Regions from separate parts of the Mus musculus genome. Here regions 1, 3, 4 and 5 are each linked to region 2. A link is a contact called in public Hi-C, HiChIP or PLAC-seq, Micro-C and promoter capture Hi-C data. All regions are on one chromosome and are shown on one strand. The core of a region is the stretch at or near the end of the contact, and the rest is flanking DNA. Distances in the headings are between cores, read along the strand shown. Region 1 overlaps Gm11627 (predicted gene 11627). Region 2 holds the start of Slc25a39 (solute carrier family 25, member 39). Region 3 holds the start of Tmem101 (transmembrane protein 101). Region 4 holds the start of Lsm12 (LSM12 homolog). Region 5 overlaps Hdac5 (histone deacetylase 5).

Region 1 (4,116 bases), core at 852-3,351, 170 kb after region 2:
TGAAGGGATCGCTGGAGTTTTCAGTCTTCTACGTCTTTTTTTTTTTTTCTTCTTTCTTTTCTTTTCATTTCTTTCTTTCTTTTCTTTTCTTTTTTCTCATTTCATTTCACTTCTTTTCTTTTCTTTTTCTTTTGTTTTTATAAACCCTAGAAGCCTCATCCCAGCAGTGAATCATCGGCCTTATGCTTCTCTCTTTCTGTTCCAAATTCCAAGGCGGCAACCTCTCTCTTAGCCTTCTGGGCACCCGCAGCCATCTTTATCCCAGCCCAGCTCCTCATACAAAACGCACTCACTCTCCAGCCTACTCTTGTTTCACTCTGCTGGAAGACAAAGAGCCTCTTCTCCTAGTCTTTCACCAAACAGTTCTTTGGGACCAAGATTACCATCGCGCAGCGTTGAAGAGAGTTAACCTTTATTGAGCGCACACTGTGCATCAAGCACTTGGTTGGCATTATTCTCTCAATCACTCTGAGAGGTTTCTGGCCCATTTAATAGGTTACATAGTTAAGGCCATAGAGTAGCTAAGGGACACACATTCTAAGGTCGCACAGTGTGGAGTCAATTTTTTTTTTTTTTTCCTAAATAATTTTTGGAGAGGGCAGAGGCTGGAGAGATGGCTCAGCAGGTAGGAGTACTTGTTGCTTTTACAAGAGGACCCAGGTTTGGTCTCCAGCCCCCTCATGACAACTCACATCTGTCCATACTTTTCACACCTTCTGGCCTCCTTGGGCAGCAGATACACATATGATATACAAACCTGTTTTTTTAATTAATTAATTTATGGTGTTGCACCGGACACACACAAACTCATATCATGTTCAGAATACTGTTCCATGGGGGTCAGTTTTCTTCTTCTACTGTGTGCATTGTGGATTAAATTCAGGCAAATACTATACCAGTAAGATATATCCCCAGTAACATTTTTTGTTTTTTTCCAGACATGATTTCTCTGGGTAGCCCTGGCTGTCCTGGAACTCACTCTGTAGACCAGGCTGGCCTCAAACTCATAGTGATCTGTCTGCCTCTGCCTCCCAAGTGTTGGGATTAAAGGCATGCACCACTACTGCCTGACTCTACAACATTTTTTTTTAATTATTTATATACATCAGAAGAGGGCATCAGATCCCATTATAAATGGTTGTGAGCTGCCATGTGGGTGCAGGGGATTTGAACTCAGGACCTCTGGAAGAGCATCCAGTGCTTTTAATCACTGAGCCATCTCTCCAGCCCTTAACAAAAAAATTTTAATTATATTTATTTGTGAGACGGGGAACGTGCACACCACAGAGGATGATGCAGAGGTCAGAGGACAACTGGCAGGAACTGGCTGTCTTCTTCTGCCCTGTGGGTCCTGGGGATTGCAGGCAGGTCATCAGACTTGGTCTCAAATACCTCTGCCCACTGAACCATCTCACCAGCCCACTTGTTTTGTTTTGTTTTTAACAAAATTATTTTATGTATATGAGTTTTTGTCTGTGTACTCCGTTTTTGCTATTTTTGCAGTGTTCACGGAAGCCAGAAGAGGACCCTGAATTCTCTGGAACAGGAGTTACAAATAGGTGTGAGCCACCGTGTGGATGCTGAGAGTGGACCCCAGGTGCTCAGATTAAAGGTGCGCACCATATGTACAGCCTGACAATAAAAAAAATTTTATTTATTATTATTACTTATAAAATATTTATAGCAAATATTTTATTTATTGTTAGTTTTAATTATGCGTTTGTGTGTGTCTGCATGTTCACACACACACACACACACATAGAGTACAGGTATCTTTGGAGCCCAGAGGCATTGGATTCCCTGAAGCTGGAGTGACAGATGGTTGTGAGCTGCCCTGGTAGTAAAGGGAATTGTACTCAGATACTCTAGAAGAAGAACAGACAATGCTCTTTATCACTGACCCATCTCTCCAGCTCCTCCCACAATTTTTAAAATGGGCCTTTAGTACCTGGACTTGTTGGACCCAAACAGGCTCTACATATTGTTCAATATCCTTTTAAAATTTTATTATTACCTTGCATATGAAATGCATGTGCCTATGTGTGCACATGTCACAGCATGTGGGCAAAGATTAGAGAGCAGCTTCCTGTAGTCAGTTCTCTCCCTCCACGCTTTACTGGTGCTGAGGACATGAGGACTTTTGCTGTGTATTGTAATGCAAAGTGTGGTCCCCAAGAAAGACCTGGTTGCCCCAGAAATACAAGAGTCTGCACATAGACCCAAGTGATACTATGTGCCCTTGTACCCAAGTTGCTTTTGATTGGTAAATAAAGATGCTGACAGCCAATAGCTGGGCAGGAGAGATATAGGTGGGTTTTATGGTTTTCGGGCTGGGGGTTGTTGAGGGAGAGTCAGGAGCTGGAGAAGAAGGTGAGGAGAAAGGAGAAGCCACCATGGGCTAGGTGCGCCATGAGAACGTGACACTGAGGGCTGGCCAGTTAGAGTTACGAGCAGCCCAGATGAAACACAGTAATAACTCAGGGTTATCGATAGGGAAGTAGATTTTAATAGCATAGAGGGTAGATATCTGCCCAGCTCTTGTGCTGTTTAAGGCTTATTATTAATAATAAAAGTTGTGCCAGGCGTGGTGGTGCACGCATTTAATCCCAGCACTGGGGAGACAGAGGCAGGCGGATTTCTGAGTTCGAGGCCAGCCTGGTCTACAAAGTGAGTTCCAGGACAGCCAGGGCTATAAAGAGAAACCCTGTCTTGAAAAACCAAAAAAAAAAAAAAAAAAAAAAAAAAAAAAAAAAAAAAATAATAATAATAAAAGTTGTGTGTCTTTATCCGGAGACTAAATGACCAAAGGTAGGGTAGAAACCCCGGATTGAAATTAAAAATTTCTACAAAAACATGGGCTCCAGGGATGGAACTCGGGTCGACTGCCTCTACCTGCTGCGAGCCATCTTTTGAGCCCACTGTGCAATATCTTGGGGTTTTTTGTTATAGTATTTTGTTTTGTTTTTGAGATGAGGTCCCACCATGTAACCCTGGCTGTCCTTAATTTGTCTCCGTAGAGCAGGCTGACCTCAAACTTCTAGAGCCTCCTCTGCCTCCCCAGTGCTGGGATCAAAGGCCCGCACCACCACACCCAGCGGCTGTTCAGTATCTACCCACTTGTCCAGTCTGAGTCACGAGTACACAACTGACCAAACAGAGGTGCTGTGAGGGCAAAACTAAATTCCAACGACAGTTTAAAGGAGGAAAAAAAAAAAAAAAAAAGAAGCAAATTTAGCACTAATTATTTTATATTGATTACATATGAAAATAGTTTACATCATTGGATTAAATATTATTAAGGTTCATCTCACTTGTCTTAATATTTTTTTTCTTTCTGTTAAACTACGTGGCTACTAGAATATTTTAAATATCCCGGGTGACTCGAATTCCTTCTCTCTGAGTCAGCGTTACTCTGGGAGCTGTCTGCTCAGTGAGGGTCGGGATGATTCAAATATGAGATGAGCATCCCTTGGTATCCAGGAGAGCTGTTTCCAGCAACTCTGTGGGTATCAAAATCTTCAGGGGCTGAAATCCTTCATATCAAAATGACGTTCTATTTGGGTACAGCCGGTGCAGATCTTCTTGGAAACGAACAATCCCTCCTGCCTGCAAGTGCCGTGGAGGTAACTGTTACTGTTTATGGAGCAAAACAAGGAAAGAAAGGTTGCTTAGTGCTGACACAGTCTCCAGAAAACAAAAAAATAAAATAAAAAATTTAAAAAGCAGATACACACATTTTTCCCTCATAATATAGACCCATGGTTGGTTGAATACTTTGTAGGGGAGTCTGAGGATAAAAGATCTGGGGCGACTGTCATATTAAGACCATGGAATTAAGACCAGAGAACTCCTGGAAGAAGGATGCTGGTGTTGCTGTCCTAAGGTCCACGGTGTTCTAAAAGTCCAAATATGGTTCTGGGGAGAAGAGCAGTCGGAAATCAGAGGAAGGAAGAGGGTAAAGCCAGCAGGAAGCCCGGGCACCTGGTGAGGCCACACAGCTTTCAGATGGTCTTCAAGGCATGGAATTCCAGACTTCCCAAGGTGGGGAGTGATAGGCTGGGCCGTGCTAGGTCAGGTGGAGAGAGGAGAGGGGTCGTGAATGACATACTAGCCACC
Region 2 (3,815 bases), core at 520-3,019:
TTTGGGCACAGGTACAGGGGCTCCAGGACTCCATTGCAGTATAGGAGGCACTTCCCTGGGGACTGTAGAGCGGAGGATGCTGGGAAAGGGAACGGACATTAGGGTGGAAGGGCCTGGAGCCTTGCTGGGTGACATAGCTGGGTCAATATGTGGCTATTCCAGTGTCAGAAAGCTGACTAATGTGGCCTCAAAGTATGGGGGGGCAGGAGGGGATCTCGAGAGAGGGTTTCTCTGTGTAGCCCTGGCTGTCCTGGAACTCACTCCATAGACCAGGCTGGCCTCAAACTCAGAAATCCGCCTGCCTCTGCTTCCCAAGTGGGACATTAAAGGTGCGCACCGTGCACCACCACTGCTGGGCTCATGTACTACTCTATGATCATGGGTAACCCAGGTACTCGAGGGATACTCAACACTTCTTCCCTGGGCCCTCCCAAGGGCCTGGGGCTTGGGGCACTCACATTTGGTGTAGGAGAGACTCCAGAATCTGGAGGGAGTTGTCAATTCTGAAACACAAAGGTCAGCCCTGGTGGTCAGGAATGCAGCCTCCCCCACTAGAACCCCATCTCTGGGAAATCCTTATTTTGTCAGGCAGCTCGCCTTGATCTGGTACTCACCGCTGGTTGCCGAGGGTCTCTGAGACTGAAGGCGGACCTTCACCACATCCAGGGGTGTCACTGGGGAAGGAGGTAGGTCTGAAGGTTCCTTCAGGACACCACTCACCCTCTTCTTTATCAGAACCAAACTGCCTCCAACCTTTAGCCCACATTAACCCCCAGCTGCCCCATCCCCCATCTCCCCAGGTCTTACTGAAGAGGGAGGTGACCACAGCCCCGGCTCCTGAGGCCACCATTTGCTGAAGGGGGCTAATGCCCCCAGGGTCCTGATCATCCATCTTGGAATTTCAATCCTGAAAACACACACCACAGTCAAATGGAGCTTACCCCCTGACAAGGCAGGCCTGAGTGGGGGGAGTGGGGAGCAAGCATGAGCTAAGGTGCTCTGGGACTTTAACGACAGCGCACTCAGGTCTCATCCAGAGTTTGCCTCTATAATCTTTAAAATCTAGAAATGTGCTCACTTTGCCGAGGGGAAAACTAAGGCTCAAAGGTTGCTGTGACCTTCAAGGTTACGTCATTCGTTTGGAAAGAAGCTAGAATAGCCGTCGGCCAAAGACAGTGATGGCTATTTTCTCAGCCACATGCTCCTCCAGACCAGAGGCCGAAAGATCAAACACCTGAGCCCCTCCACCCAACATCTGGGCGGACACATGAGCGCCCCGGGCGAGGAGAGGTCGAGTCGGGCACCGAGAGAAACGTGTAAACAAATCTGCTGATAGAGGAAGGTCCACCTTCCTTCCCAAGATTGCTGGCCCTCCCCCACACTGCCTGCCTGGGGCCAGAGAGGACAGGCCGTGAGGCCTGGATGGCAGGACATTCTCTGTCTGCCTCCTCTCTCTCTTAAACACAAGCCGCGGAGATGGAAGCAGAGACCTAGTAACAAACCCTTTCACCGAGACTCGGCCGCACTCCATGCCCAGGCCCAGTAAAGGGGTTCACGGAGAGGCCCACCCCCTTCCCGCGGCCTCGATTCCCCTCCCAGCCGGGGACCCTCGGAGAACCCACTCCAGCCCAGGCCCGCCCACCTGGCTCGGAGCCGGTCCTTGCGCCGCGCCACGCCAGGGGCCTGGCGGGCCCATAGCGGCTCCGCGGCCGGTGCAGGGTCCGCGCGTGCCCGCTTCGCACAGCGGCCGCCCGGGAGAGCGGTGAGACCGGCTCCGCCCCCAGAAGGCGAAGCCCCGCCCCGTGGCCGACCGGCCGCGCGCACGGAGTGCAACGAGCTCCGCCCACTCGCGGCCCTCCTCCCACCCCCCCAGTTCCGCCCTTGCGCCGCGGCCGCGTGGGCGGGTCGCCGCGGCCCCGCGCTCCTTGCGGCCGGCAGGTCAAGGTCGCCGACTGGACGGCGCTTGCACCCGGCTCCAGTAGCTCTCCTCTGCCCACGCCCTGCAGGAGTGTTGTCCGGGGAGTCCAGACCTGCGATCGCTGGAACTTTCCTGACCGCTTGGGTATTGCTGCTCCGCGTCCTTTTACGAGGCAGCTGCCGCGAGGGTCGGTTCTTCAAGGTCATCAGAGTGTGGGACAGCAATGGCAAACATCTGCCCACTTAGCTCCGTGGCGGGAGTTTACGATTTATGGCGAGCCTGTTGGCTGGAATCACCATCCTCTTTTACGGATGATGAAACGGGGTTGCAACCCCAGAACGCTTTATGACCTGCAGGGCAGCCTTGTCAGCCGACCTGCAACCTGGGCTAGACGTGGTGTGGCCCTGGGCAAATTTACAGGACCTCTTTGGGCCGAGGACACAGAGAACGTAGAGCAAGAAAGAAAACCAGTGTTTCGCGACAGATCTTAGACTGTTACCACTTTTAATACTTAGAAGTTTTTTGTTTCTTTCCCCCAAGACGATCTACGTAACCTTTGCTGGCATAGTTTCCAATGTAGGCCAGAAATGGCCTCTACCAAAACTTTTCATAGTAGGTAATTACAGACGTAGGTACCCCCATTTTACAGAAAATGAAATGGACTCAAGTTAAAACTTTTGCCGCTGCCTTCCCCGGTGGGCTTGCAAACAGCGCTGTTTCCGCACCAGCTCAGTACCCGGCACCCCACCGCCCGCCTCGCCTCTAAGACTTCCAAGCTAAAACGGTGTTAACAGAAACTGGAACACGCGGTGTGAGGCTGCACCTTTAAGAAGAAAAGGCCGCGGCTTTGACGTCACTACCGTCTCCGCCCCTCAGTCCCCAACTGGTTGCAGACCGCGCTGGAGCCGCCCAGCCAGCCCAGCTAGCACGTGGATTCCAAGTGGCCAACCATAACTTTACCCTGAGAAAACCCTTTCGGCATTTCCATGGCTCGGATCCTCCAGCTTTGGGGGCGGAGTGAGAGCAAACGGGTAGTTAGGAAAGCAGCCAATGATCAAAAGGCCCGGGCAGTCGGTTGGCCGTGAGGCAGAGGCGGCAGGAGAGTCACGAGTGAAGTGTCGCTTGTGCTGCCCTGTCCTATCCTGTGTCCTCTCACCCCAAACCTGGCTTAAAAGTAACACAAAAGCTGGGCATGGTGGCGCACGCCTTTAATCCCAGCACTTGGGAGGCAGTGGCAGACGGATTTCTGAGCTCGAGGCCAGCCTGGTCTACAAAGTGAGTTCCAGGACAGCCAGGGCTATATAGAGAAACCTTGTCTCGAAAAACCAAAAAAAAAAAAAAAAAAAAGGTAACACAAAAGTCGTTTCATAAGCTGTCGGTTCAGTTGGGAATCCAGCGCCTGCTAAGGCCATTTCAACCTCAAAGTTAATGTTTTACCACGTTTCTGAGCAGAGATGATTTTTCTATTCTGTAGAGAAGAAAACTGAAGGCCCTGTGTATAATCTCTTCTCTCCCCCTCTCTCTCTCCCTCTCTCCCTCCCTCCCTTTCTTGTTTATGATTTGGGGTTTGGCTTTATTTTCTGTTTGTTTTGAAGCAGTGACTCATAGCCCAGGCTAACCCGAAACTCCATGTTTAGGCAAGAATTACTTCGAACTCCTGCCTCCCAGATGCTGGGATTACAGGCATGAAAGACCATAACCAGCGGTAATTAATTCTTTGCCCACCCCTTACCCCAACTTCCAGTTTATAGATGAGAAAAGAGTCCCCTGAAGTCACTCAAAAGATCCTATTTGCTCTCAATGAGGTCACTGCCTCAGCAACATGACTCCCAGTGTCTGTCCGAGGCCATCTGCAGTCTGTAGGAATGTCCGGAGTAACGAGGTTACTAGAACTACA
Region 3 (4,190 bases), core at 879-3,378, 250 kb before region 2:
CACCTAATCTTTGCTGGGTTCTCAACATTGGGACTGAATGGTCAGTTCAACTTCTTATCTAGCTGGTAGCAATAATGTTGAAATGAGGGACCCTCAGCCAGGTATTGAGTACTTGAAGCACCCTTCAGAAGGAACCAGCAGCTGTCCAGGGCAATCTCTTGGAGTCACCTTGTGAAATTACTCACAAGGCCTTGCTCTGCCCAGTGGCCAGGATTCTGCCAGGCCTAAGCTCATGCCACTCCCATACAGTGCCTCCAATCAAGAGAACCCCAACGTACCACACAAATGAGGTAGATGCCCAGGAACACTTGGCCAGTGGACTGCAGGGAACGGCTTCGGGGCTTTCGACGGTACAGCTCTCCAGCCCCACTGGCCAGCACCAGAAAGCCGCCAATGATGGCAACTGTGCGAGAATACATACGGACCTAAGGCCAGGGAGAAAGGAACCCCAGTCAAGAACTGCCATCATGTCTCTTGGTTGTCAAGAACATAGAACTGCCCACTTCTACACGTCCTGTTCTATCTGATGAACCCTCTTGCCTATTCCAAGTGTAGTCTGCAGAGAGAGCGAATTCTCTACACAAGGCAGAAACTGAGGGCTGAGAGGGGTAAAGAAACTGTCCATGGTCCTACAGAAAGTGGCAGAACCCAGCTGCCACAGATCGCCATCTCCTCCACCCCTAGCCTGAAACATAATGGCAGGGTTCTTCCCACTATGTAGTATAGACTCTATAGCAACTAAAACAAGAACAGCCAGCCAGGCAGTGGTGGTGGTGGTGGCGGCGGTGAATGCCTTTAATACCAGCACTTGGGAGACAGAGGCAGATGTATGTGTGTGTTTGAGCCATCCTGGTCTACAGAGAAACCCTGTCTAGAAACAAAACAATGCAAAACAAATAGGCCCACTATCCCATAGCTGTTCACACCTGCCTCCCCTACTAGACTGACAGTCTGATCCTTTCGGACCCTGCCTCCAAGCTACCTCACCTCTAGGCTACCAGTAGCCGGTATAAGCATCTGCATTTGAAGGCACAAATTCTGCACTAGTATTAATCACATTTCATAAAACCTGATGGGTAGACCAGATATTCTCCAAGGCCTCTTTTGTTTTACAAGTCTGACACCAATAAAGTAATGGTTTAAAAGATTCTGAGAATCAGATAACTCTGGGTTACCGATCCCTTCCATACACTGTGGCATGATTTTGGGAGAGTCCATTTTCCATCTCTGGACCTCCCTTTTCACAGTCTACAAGGGAGGTCGGTGTGGTCTCTATGGGTCTGACACGTCTGTGGTCTGTAATGATTGCCACAAAACTGCTGCAAACCTAGTACCTCAGTTTTCCCGGGCTTCAAGTTCAGGAGTACCATACATGCCCACCACATACATCAGGAACCTTCAGCTCCTTCCCATAGCTAAATCTCGTCTAGAGTCCCCGTGCTCACCTTTAGCCAGTCCCCGTAGTGGACATAGCCCCCGATGTAAGCGGTGTAGGTGCTGATGGCTAGCTGCAGCGCGGCGCCCAACGCAAACCAACGCCGCTTCACTCCGAAGGACATGAAGCTAGCACACAACACAGCTGCCCCCATGTCGAAATATAGATAAGGCACTGGGATGTCGGGCTTCCTGTGGATCGAGTGTAGGGAACAAGGAGGACAGAATGAATAGAGAGTAAGTATCTGGGGACCTCTGTAAGTTCCTGCAATCGCCACTGCCCCCCAAAAACCCGAGATCCTTCTCACTGCCGGAGCCGCCGCCACATCAGTAATGGCCGTACAATCGAAAGAGAGCATCTTCCAACCTGTTTGAGTACCAATTCCTCCCAGTCTAAGTATCCCGACTTCTGGGCCCCAACATCACCGCACCCCAGTTCCTGGGACAGGTCGGACCGCCCCCCACCGCATTCGACGACTTCGTGGGCGCGCTCACCGGCGCGCCTCGGCCCTTTCAGCGTACAACATAAGTTGGCTGAAGCAGCCCCAAAAGGGGCAGCGCGTGAGCAGCACGGAACCCAGCTGCATGATCAGCTGCAGCATCCAGCGTCTCGATCCAATCTTCGAAGCCATCTTGGGAAAGGGCAGTCCGCTACGGCCTCAGCCGGGTCCGGGAGACCAGCAGCGGGGAATGATACAGGCAACTTCCGGTCCCTGACTGTTTTTCTTTTCGTCGGGAAACAAAGCTCTTGCTCCCTAGTTCCGGGTGGGAAAAATGTGTTCTAGAAGGAGGAGTCAGCCTTTCTGAACGCTCCCCATGAAGAGAACTCAGAGCTTCAATTTGCCCTTTCTTTCCCTTTAAAAAGAAAAGATTTGTTTAGGGGCTGGTGAGATGTTTCAGCGGTTAAGGACACTGCTGCTCTTCCAGAGCTCCTGAGTTCAATTCCCAGCAACCACAAGGTGGTTTACAACCGTCTTTAAAGGGATCTGATGCCCTCTTCTGGCATACCGGTGTACGTGAAAACAGAACACTCATACATTAAAAACAAAATATAGACCACTTGTTTATTTTTTTAAGAATTTTTATTTATTTTATTTATGAGTGTACTGTCGCTGTCTTCTGACACACCATCAGGGCATCAGATCTCATTACAGTTGGTTGTATACCATCATGTGGTTGCTGAGAATTCAACTCAGGACCTCTGGAAGTCAGTGCTCTTAAGTGCTGAGCCATCTCTCCAGCTCTGATTTGTTTATTTATGTATATGAATATTCTATTTACATGTATGCCTGCATGACAGAAAGGGGCATCAGATCCTATCATAGATGGTTGTGAGCCACTAAGGTTGCTGGGGACTGAAGTCAGGATCTCTGAAACAAAAGCCGGTGTTCTTTGTACTCTCAAAATGGGACAGGAGCAAGGAGCATGGGGTTGAAACATCAGAAATCCTGGAACACAGCTTGATGTATGGAAGCAACCGACTCTGGACATAACCAGACCTGGACTCCAAGCTGAAAACCGATCCTGTGTCATCTAAATGGAGACTCAAGTGTGAGATGGGGATAATGGCTTTCCACCTCATCACTGCTGGGAGACTTAAATGTAGCAAAGGTGGTTTGGCAGATAATAAGGGTCCCATAAAAGGGTGTGATACAGACCCCAGAGAGAATTCTCTGTCTTTGCTGTCTTTGGCCGAACTTTTAAAGTAAGGAGTCCTCTTGTCTCTAAGTCACCTCTCTTTTGGTCTTGCTGCTTTTGTCTCCTAAGAAAAGAGGAGAGACCTACGTATCCATACAACACAGATGGGAGTTGCTCCCAAGAACCTTTCTAAACATGTCCACCTCCCCCATATCCTTTCTTTCCCTAACTCTGGTGGGTGGTTGGCTAAAAGGGAGGTTAAAGCATTTAAGAACCATCATTAAATATTAAACCTACAGCTCTGCCTGCCTGTGCCTCCTGAGTGCTAGAATTAAAGTCACCATGCTCATCTCACATTCCTCCTCCTCCTCCTCCTCCTCCTCCTCCTCCTCCTCTTTCTTTAAACAAAGACTAAGTATATCAAAGAACTGGGAAATAGGACTGTGTAGATACAAATTGGGCATGGATAATAGACAAGGGGAATGAAAAAAGGCCCGGGTTAGAGGCTATTTTGTCTGCCTCTATCTATCCGTCCTATGCCATAAGACAAGTCCACAGAACAGAATCACTTTCCAAGGAGTTATACTTTATCAGTCTCTTCAGCTACCACGGACTCATGCAGTGCTCTGATGCCTAGCGCTGAGGGGCTAGAAGGAACCAAACTTTGATTATTTTTCTCCTTTCTTTCTTTCTTTCTTTCTTTCTTTCTTTCTTTCTTTCTTTCTTTCTTTCTTTCTCTTTCTTTCTTTCTTTCTTTCTCTCTCTCTCTCTCTTTCTTTCTTTCTTTCTTTCTTTTCTTTCAGTTTTTTTAAAAAAGATTTATTTATGTATGTTATGTATATCAGTACACTTTTGATGTCTTCAGACACACCACAAGAGGGCATCGAATCTCATTACAGATGGTCCTGAGCCACCATGTGGTTGCTGGGAATTGAACTCAGGACTTTTGCAAGAGCAGCCAGTGCTCTTAGCCACTGAGCCATCTCTCCAGCCCCTTCTTTCAGTTTTTCAAGACAGGGTTTCTCTGTGTAGTTGGGGTTGTTCTAGAATTCCCTCTGTGGATCAGGCTCGCCTGGAACTCAAGAGATTTGCCTGCCTCTGCCTCCTAAACACTGGGA
Region 4 (4,118 bases), core at 536-3,035, 220 kb before region 2:
ATGCCAGGTGCACTGTTTGTCTTAAACTTAAGAACCACACAGAAGCGCCAGTGCTGCCAGGTTTGGGTAGCACTAGAGTCTCCCTGAGTCTCAAGAGTGCTTCTCACTTATTCAGGTTTCACGTTCTTTCTTTTTTCAGTTTCTTTTTCACACTTTAAGTTTCCCATTTTTTTAGAGGCAAAAATACACCTTTGGGATGGAAACTACCCAAGATGAGACCTTATTCATTCATTCATCCATCCATCCATTCATTCATTTTCCAACCACTTACTAAGACCCTGCTGTTTGTCACATAAAAAGAGTAAGTCTTCCTTAAGACTCTTCCAGCCGGGCAGTGCACGCCTTTAATCCCAGCACTCGGGAGGCAGAGGCAGGCTGATTTCTGAGTTCGAGGCCAGCCTGGTCTACAAAGTGAGTTCCAGGATAGCCAGAGCTATACAAAGAAACACTATCTCGAAAAACCATAAAAAAAAAAAAACAAGAAAAGACTCTTCCAAGTAAGTCACCAAAGGAAGAGGTTTTAGGCCAAAGTATGTTCTCCTCTTTTTAAAATAACACACACACACAAAGAAATCGTTCTTGTTGTATGCCGTTTATGAAGAAATCTTTCTGAGCTGGAAATCAACAACTCACAATTAAAAGGCAGCAGAAGTTTCCATAAGAAACTTCATTTTAAAGACAGAGGCTACCTTCTAAAAATAATTCTAGTAAACCCACCTGTAGCTCAAATAAAGGGGGAGGCAGAGGTTCATTTATTTCAACCAGGAAGCGTTTTGTTTTCCAACAGTGAGTTGGTGAAGTAATTCATAAACCATTAGGGAACAGGGCCACTTCTTCCATGCAGTTTAACACTGGTACTTTGAAAAAGAGGGACGTTTCTATGGAATGTGTTGAACTGAACCGAAGGCCACACTGTCTGTCATACATAAACCCCTGAAAAACGTGGCAAGTCCTCTCTAGACCAGGCTTCTAATTCCAACACCTCCTAAGTAGCAGTTTTCAAATGCCTGAGAACCTTCAAAGTCAGCACACACAGTGACACCAAGCATACACCACCCCAGCAAAATTCGCCACCAGTTCAGATACAAACTCTGTTCCGCACTTCCCATCTCTAAACCGGCAAGGCCCATTAGACCACCATCCCACCACCGCCCTTTCTTGAATCAAATCTCATCAGCAGACAGTCCACTCGTAAAGTCCATACCCTTACCCTACTAGCAGTTCCTGACCCTACACACCCCTCCCGACTCCATCCGGGCTCCAATCTCCAGCCCTCTCCCCACCACGACCCCCTCCCCTCAATCACGGAGTCCCCTTAAGACATCGTCCCCTCCCGAAAAGACACCCGCGTGTCAAGCCCCGCTCCACCCACCAACCCTCAGTTGGGGCCCAGCTCCCACAAGGGGTGGGAGACAAGGGTCCCCAAAGTGGACCGAAAAGGCCCGCGGGAGGGGGATGGGAATCTCACGGCCATGCGCATGCGCCCGGGGCACCGCGGTAGCCGGTCGCCCCTAGGCCGGGAGAGGGCCCTAGCTGCCGCCGCCGTCCCCCGCCCCCCCACCACCGCACCTACACGCCGGCCCGGCCTCGGGGTCCACGCAGAGAAGGATACTTAGAGCCAGCATTTTGGACTGGTAGTCGAAGGCTACCACCTCGCCCTGCAGCCGCTGCTCCTGGCACGTCCGGCACGACACCTGGCTCCCAACGCTGAAGTACTCGCCCGGAGGTGCCGCCATCTTGGGAGAGCAGCCGCGGCCGGCGGCGGCGGCGGCAGCAGCGGGCGAAAGCCGGGCCCCCAGCAAGCGCCGCGACGCGACGCGCGAGGCGTGCTGACGTCATGCGCAGGGGCGTGGCCTGGCGCTGGGTGGGGCGGGAGCCTTAGGTAGAAGAGGAAATAAAAGAGGAATCTTGAATACAGTAAAAAATGTGCCGCTGCCGGTCTGCTCGGCCAAGTTCCTGCAAAGCTCTGTTGGAAGCTAAGGAAATAGATACATATAAAGGCTAAATGATTTACGTAGGACAAGATGGAGAAAGGGAAAGCAACTGGAGTCTCGCTGAAGCCCACACCTTACACAAAAACGTTTAATGAATGAACTCTATAAAATATTATCCTCATTTGCATACGAAGAACCAGAAGCTCACAAGAATTACCAGGACTCACTCAAAATGATTATAACCAATTATAAAGTAGTCGAACAAAATACATTAGCTGTAGGGCTAAGCAAATTAGAATCTGAGGCCATTTACCAAATACCGTAAGCAAATTAGCAAACTTATGTTTCTTCGGTGGGATCTAAATACTACTTAGTACTACTTAGTGAGCATCTGGCATCCCCTCAAGGAAGGAATCAATATCCTCATTTTACAGACAAAGAAAGGAAGTCTTAAAATTGTCAGGGTCACAAAACTGGCAAAGCCATGGTTTTGATTGTAACAAAGGTACTACTTACTGGTCTTTATCAGATAATAACGTTTGCCTCCTAAGGCAGTAAGGAGGCTTAAGTGAGGTAATGCATACATGCATGACATATAGGATCTAAGTAAATAATAGTAACCCTGTGATCTCAGAAAGCTCAGTAAAAGGAAGAACAGCTCTGGAATGTTGCTCAGTAACAGAGCACATATCCATTCTTACGGACATAGGGTTCAAATCTCAGCACTAGTAGAAACATACATACATACATACATGCATGCATACATACATACATATATACATACTTGGGAAAGGTGGGAAGTCCGGAACAGGGAATGGTAATAATGGCAAAGTCCAGTCCCAATGATATCCATTTGATATTACAATACTCACTAACCTTACAAAAGGAACTGTGCAGATGCACTTATAAACCTCCCAGCCCCAGCTGCCATCCTTCACCCACCCCTCCCCACAATATAAAAATCATCGGAGAAATGGATTGACCTTTCTCTAGTTTACAGAGAGGCATAGGGCCAGCTCTGGCACTGAGTGAGCCTGAACAAAGTTCAAAAATGTTTCCTTGTGCTCCAACAGGCAAAAACTTCCTTGTGTTGGAGGCATTGGTGCAATTGTTATAATGGGAATAAAAATTCTTCTCCATGCTTTTGTCTGTTTCAGAGGAATGTTGTGTCATTCTGGACCCCATAACAAGTCATATATACATAATTCTCCTTCTCCAGGCAGGAAGGAGGGAATGCTGGGATTAAACCCAGGACCTTGCACCTCTGCTAACCTATATATTCTCATCCCTGACTTCACTTCTTTATGACACTGTAATTAGTCTCCCTTTTTTTGTTTTTTTGTTTTTTTGTTTTTTGTTTTGTTTTTTTGTTTTTTTCGAGACAGGGTTTCTCTGTACTGCCTGGCTGTCTTGGAACTCACTTTGTAGACCAGGCTGGCCTTGAACTCAGAAATCCACCTGCCTCTGCCTCCCAAGTGCTGAGATTAAAGGCGCCTCCCCTTTTCTAAAGTACGTACCTGAAACTCTAAAAATAGGAATCTCTACATAGAATTTTTTTTCCCCCTACACATACAAAGAGAAGACAGAGTTTATGTTAGGCCCAGTAAGAACTTAACACCTTCTAATTAAAATAGAGTGAGTTTTGTTTTGTTTTGTTTTGTGTTTTGGAGACAGAGTTTCTCTGTGTAACCTCAGCTGTCCTGAAACTGGCTCTGTAGACCAGGCTGGCTTTGAACTCACAGGGATCCATCTGCCTCTGCTTCCCAAGTGCAGGGATCAAAGTCCTGTGTCACCACAACCCAGCTAAAATAGAATGCTCTTAATAATAAATATCACAATAAAATTTTCATGAGTAGGCTCTCTGTTTCAAAGTGTCTGATTTGACACATCACTTATTGGATCCTCATTACATAAAATAAGAATTACTTGAACATAAATACTACAACACCAAAGGAGCTGATCTAATTATTGACTGTCTAGTTAGGGGCTGGAGAGATGGCTCAGCGGTTAAGAGCACTGACTGCTCTTCCAGAGGGCCTGAGTTCAAGTCCCAACAACCACATGGTGGCTTACAACCATGGGATCTGATGCCCTCTTCTGGTGTGTCTAAAGACAGCTACAGTGTAATAAATAAATGTATTTTTTAAACTATCAAATCAAGCCAGCAGTGGAGGCAGAAGCAGA
Region 5 (4,037 bases), core at 1,470-3,969, 210 kb before region 2:
CTGCCCAGGCACCCCAGCCCCACTGCCTACCCAGTCCACGATGAGGACCTTGCCCACGCTCAGCTTCTGCTGCAGGAGTTTAGCTGTGATGGCTACGGAGTTGAAGAAGCAGAATCCCCTGAGGGGTGTGGGGAGGAGAAGAGAGCGCGGAGTTCAGCTTGAGCGATGGATGGGAGATTTGCTTCAAGTGAAAGGTGGGAAGGATGGCAGAAGGATGTCAGGTCAGAGGGGTACTCACATGGCTGTGGACTCCTCAGCATGGTGTCCTGGGGGCCGGATGATAGCAAATCCATTCTGAAGTACAAGCAGAAGGACACCAGTCAGGAAAGGCAGGGTAGACAGACTCAGGAGAGAAGCACAAGCCAGACAGTGATGGGAAAAGAAACACTTTTATAAATGCCAGCTGCAGGCCCCTCGGGCAAACAGCTGTCTCTCTCCTGCAGATAAACACAAGAGTCTCAGGCCTTAGTGCCTACTTGGTCCCTCACGACCCTCACACCACGGCTGTCTCTGCAGCTCCTGCCCATCTTAGTACTCAAGACTGAGTGCTTTGCCATGCTGCAAAGGACAGCGTGGCCTATGTCCTTATACATCCTTACCTTGAGCTCTCCTGCAGCCACCTTGAAGGCCAGCTCCACCAGGCAGCCCACTGCCATTCGCACGGCACTTGAGGAGTGCATCTCATTCCACACCGTGTCACTGTCCACCTGCAGGGGCAGGAGATCGGGCTTCAGTGTGCCCTCTGCGGGGGGGAGGGGAGGAATGGGAGTGGGCACCAGAGAGCAGGCCAGCAGCCACGGGGATGGGGGAGGAAGGGGCCAAGCTGGGAAAGCCACTTGCCCACTCCCACTCCCACAGACCCAACTCACCCCAATGCCCCCACAGGGCAGCATGGCGTACATCTTCTGGCTGATGGGGCCTGCAGGGCAGAGAGACAGAAACGCTCTGAAAGGTGTCCCAGTTGCCAGTTGGCACGGACTGCATGGTCCATGCCAGTTTAGAGCCTCCAGCTCCTGTTCTGGGGACCTACCTCTAGAAGAGGTCCACCCTTAATGCCTGACGCCCACCCCAAAGTATGTTCAATCAGTATCCATGCTGGTGACACCCACTCGGACCACTGCCTACTCTGGCTTGGTGGTCTCTAAGACAGCACTCTCACACTCGGACGCAGGGCACATGTGGGACCGTGTCTTGCAGCTTACCAAGCAGCTTCTTGCTGTCCAGCTTCTGCCGGTTAAGGGGGCTGGTCCCATAGAGCAGGGTGTGGTACTCAGAGTGCACGGTCTGGATTTCATCCAGTGTGGCTTTACGACCCCGGATCCGCTGCCAGAGGAGGTCAAGAGAGGCCAGAGACTGTTGACAAGGCTCAGCTCTCTTGACAACTATAGTCCAATGCTCACAGAGCCAACTTCCTGGAGAACTAAGGGATTTGGGGTAACTATGCCCCTACCCTGAAGAGACACCCCCCCTCCCTTACTCCAGAACTCCTCCCCAGGTTAGCTGGGGACCACGAGAGAAGCAGACACAGGGATGGAACTGAGGAGGTCTCAGAACTGGCTGGAGGGCTAGGGCATGGGAGGGGCTTTGCTAGCAGGGAACCACTGAGAAGGCTGAAGGCAGGGCGCTCTCTCACCTCACACTTGCCGAGCAGACCAGTTTCCTGCAGCCGGGACCAGATGCTCTGGATGCGGCCGGCGTGCTCTGGGTGCACGTGTGTGTTTCCGCACATACACTGGTGCTTCAGCATGAACGTGTCATAGACCACACCTGAGCCACAGACCCTGGTGTCAGCCACAACTGTTCTGAACCCTAACCTTATCACTGGCTATCCCAGCTCTCCACCAACACCCACCTAGACACCCTCTTTCCTCTCCTGAAATTCCGCTTGTTTAACACAGCCTGGTCCCAATCCCCGTCCTCTGCATCCCCTCTAGGGTATGTTCCTCCTTCCCCCAACGTGTTGGCCCAGGGCACCGTTCCCCACTGGCGAGATAATGTCATCTGCTGCAAGTCTGTGTCCTGACAGAGCCCAGCATGTGGCAACCTCTTGGGATGCTCCTGAGGCCTACTGTCAACCTTACAGGGAGGAAGGTGGACAGGAGGCTAAAAGAGCAAAAACTAAAAGAGACAGTGGATTCCACCCAAGGCTCCAGGACTTGTGGGAAGATGGTGCAGAAGCAAACACCCTAGGCGGGGAGTGTGGGGCACAGAGAAGACAGTGCTGCCCCAGGGAGTAGGATCAAGGCTGCCCACCCTCCTGCTGGCAAAGAAGCTACCGCTGCTCCCATGAAGAACTGTGGTGCGCAGGGAGAAGTGAAGACCCCTTTCCCCTCCGTGCAGTTTTGCTAAGGATCTGGGAGAAGAAAGCACAGCATGTGGGGGAGCTAGGGGAGGGGGTGGCTGTGGCATCTCTTAGCCCAAGTAGGTGCACGGGGAAAGGATGGGAGGAGTAGTGTTAGGGCTTGCCTGTGGTGAAGAGGTGCTTCACCACAGTGGGTTGGTCTGTGGGGCTCTTCATGCTCCCAGGAGCAGCAGGTGAGGACTGGGTGCGGCCCAGGGCCTGATGAGGCACAGTGGCCAGGCTGAGGGGTGCCTGGTACACCTGGAGGGGCTGTAACTGCTGGGCATCTGCGAACAACTGGAAAGGAGTAGGAAGAGGCCTGCGTAAGGCTCAGTCTGAATGGGGCTGAGTACAGGGCCCATTCAGCCTCCAGAGGGCCCCCAAGTCTCCTTCCACCACCTCCTCCCACCTGCTCCCTCCAGGGACAGGAGATGCTCCAGGCTTGCCATCTCTTACACGATGATGGGAAAGATGGGGGATGTGATGAGTCACCCCAAATAGTAGCATTGAGGTAAGAGGCTGCGAGGGGCGGGGGTGGGTGGGGGCGGGATGAGTCAGGCCTGAGGGCTTGGGGCTGTGTCCGCAATGAATGGAGCGCACTAGGCTCAAGGCACACTGTAGTAACAGTGGGGGCGTGTGTGTACACATGCATGCAGAGACCAACGCACAACCAGCAACGCAGGCACAAACGCAGATACACACAGGCCATGTGCGTGCACGCACACACAAACACAGTCACACAGTTAATAGACAAGGGCAGTCACCAAGGGACAGGCACAGCTCAGAGACAACACAGGAGCCCCCCACCCCCCACTCCCTCCTAGTCTCTCCGCCCCTCTTTTCTTTAGAAAGCTTGCTCAAGGCCTGGCAACTACACCACTGGGAACCAGCAACCAAGAGTGGAAGGAAATCAGAGACTGAGGAAAGATGGTAGGTGGGAAGTACCTTTTTGTAACCAGCACTGGACTCTTCTAAGTCAGGGCCTTCATCAGGACCACTCTCGCCATCCTCATCCTTGACCTGAATGCAGTCCTCCTCTTCCTCCTCCTCCTCCTCCTCCTCCTCTTCTAGGTCTTCCTGGGTGCTCTCACTTTCTGTAGAGCCTTCCCGGGGAATGGTCAGGGCCCCCTCTCCCAGCAAGGCCTCCTGCTGCTCCGTCAGCTCCTCTTCTGTCTCCTCCGGGTGAGTGGTGGGCTGCCTTGACAGCTCCCCAGTTTTGGTAAGGATCTGAGAGAGGAAAGCAACACCGTCTGGGGATGGGGGTGGCCATGGCAACCTTCAGCCCAGGTAGGTCTGCTCCCCTCCTCTCCCTCCCCCAGCCTGGCACCCGCCCGCACGATTCTACGTGCCGTGGAAACCTCGAAGCTCGGCCCCCACGTGTCTCGCCAGCCTGGGTCACTCCTGGGAAGCCCAGGACGTCGCCTCTCTGCTCGTACCTTGCCCAGCTGCATCTGCTGCTGCTTCTGCTTCTCCAGGAACTGCTGGTGCTGCTGCTGCATGACCAGCTGCTGCAGGGCCTGGGGACTCTGCGGCAGCGGGGAGGACTGAGTGCGGCTCAGAGGTCGGTGCCTCGGGAGCTTACCCACCGTCCTCATGCTGGTGGCCACACGTTCACCCGTCACCAGTGGGGACTGCCCATGGAGCGGCACTGTGGAGGCAGAGAAGGGGAGTAAGCACTATTTGGGAGGGGGGGCAC

What was found. Hi-C and Micro-C count contacts between places; a contact is called where the count stands out from the background. HiChIP or PLAC-seq counts read pairs in DNA pulled down with a chosen protein or histone mark. Capture Hi-C pulls out chosen DNA fragments and counts their contacts.
Region 1: a Micro-C map of the HL-1 cell line shows a contact between it and region 2, with 3 times the contacts expected there. The contact joins the enhancer-like site here to the promoter of Slc25a39 in region 2. A contact is called at or near these places in 1 of 39 promoter capture datasets (the 3T3-L1 cell line), 3 of 484 Hi-C or Micro-C datasets (the Ba/F3 cell line, the HL-1 cell line and embryonic stem cells), 1 of 115 datasets of contacts at active chromatin or transcription factors (pancreatic cancer cells) and 3 of 9 other capture datasets (adipose tissue, liver and pancreatic islet).
Region 3: a Hi-C map of liver shows a contact between it and region 2, with 1.9 times the contacts expected there. The contact joins the promoter of Tmem101 here to the promoter of Slc25a39 in region 2. A contact is called at or near these places in 6 of 39 promoter capture datasets (the SN4741 cell line, hematopoietic stem and progenitor cells, liver and 2 more), 18 of 484 Hi-C or Micro-C datasets (B cells, CD4 T cells, the G1E-ER4 cell line and 9 more), 19 of 115 datasets of contacts at active chromatin or transcription factors (bone marrow-derived dendritic cells, bone marrow-derived macrophages, cardiomyocytes and 13 more) and 3 of 9 other capture datasets (adipose tissue, liver and pancreatic islet).
Region 4: a promoter capture Hi-C map of adipose tissue shows a contact between it and region 2. The contact joins the promoter of Lsm12 here to the promoter of Slc25a39 in region 2. A contact is called at or near these places in 4 of 39 promoter capture datasets (the 3T3-L1 cell line, hippocampal neurons, macrophages and 1 more), 12 of 484 Hi-C or Micro-C datasets (CD4 T cells, CD8 T cells, cardiomyocytes and 7 more), 20 of 115 datasets of contacts at active chromatin or transcription factors (the HPC-7 cell line, the SCID.adh cell line, VIP interneurons and 15 more) and 3 of 9 other capture datasets (adipose tissue, liver and pancreatic islet).
Region 5: a contact with region 2 is called in an HNF4G HiChIP or PLAC-seq map of pancreatic cancer cells. The contact joins the enhancer-like site here to the promoter of Slc25a39 in region 2. A contact is called at or near these places in 1 of 39 promoter capture datasets (hippocampal neurons), 2 of 484 Hi-C or Micro-C datasets (cumulus cells and liver), 18 of 115 datasets of contacts at active chromatin or transcription factors (the SCID.adh cell line, SST interneurons, VIP interneurons and 14 more) and 3 of 9 other capture datasets (adipose tissue, liver and pancreatic islet).

Annotation. Positions count from the first base shown.
Region 1 is chr11:102,573,165-102,577,280 of GRCm38.p6, forward strand. It overlaps Gm11627 (predicted gene 11627), which reads right to left. Exons shown (of 3, transcript NR_040286.1): 3 at 3,235-3,633. Among named protein-coding and RNA genes, the nearest start is that of Gm11627, 3.9 kb to the right of the region's middle. Within about 2 kb of position 2,102, at least 5 of the 459 cell types and tissues checked have an H3K27ac peak or open chromatin away from gene starts, as enhancers often do. A contact at or near this core is called in the HL-1 cell line, where this site is marked.
Region 2 is chr11:102,405,748-102,409,562 of GRCm38.p6, forward strand. Slc25a39 (solute carrier family 25, member 39) reads right to left here and starts at 1,770. Exons shown (of 12, transcript NM_026542.3): 1 at 1,643-1,770; 2 at 808-907; 3 at 615-674; 4 at 459-503; 5 at 1-79. The coding sequence starts at 892.
Region 3 is chr11:102,154,279-102,158,468 of GRCm38.p6, forward strand. Tmem101 (transmembrane protein 101) reads right to left here and starts at 2,129. Exons shown (of 4, transcript NM_029649.2): 1 at 1,930-2,129; 2 at 1,446-1,626; 3 at 279-425. The coding sequence starts at 2,066.
Region 4 is chr11:102,183,471-102,187,588 of GRCm38.p6, forward strand. It overlaps Lsm12 (LSM12 homolog), which reads right to left and starts at 1,786. Exons shown (of 5, transcript NM_172947.3): 1 at 1,613-1,786. The coding sequence starts at 1,736.
Region 5 is chr11:102,198,767-102,202,803 of GRCm38.p6, forward strand. It overlaps Hdac5 (histone deacetylase 5), which reads right to left. Exons shown (of 27, transcript NM_010412.3): 12 at 3,778-3,989; 13 at 3,287-3,568; 14 at 2,467-2,638; 15 at 1,634-1,767; 16 at 1,203-1,323; 17 at 870-919; 18 at 600-707; 19 at 239-294; 20 at 31-118. Among named protein-coding and RNA genes, the nearest start is that of G6pc3, 11 kb to the left of the region's middle. Within about 2 kb of position 2,720, at least 45 of the 459 cell types and tissues checked have an H3K27ac peak or open chromatin away from gene starts, as enhancers often do. A contact at or near this core is called in epiblast stem cells, memory CD8 T cells and pancreatic cancer cells, where this site is marked.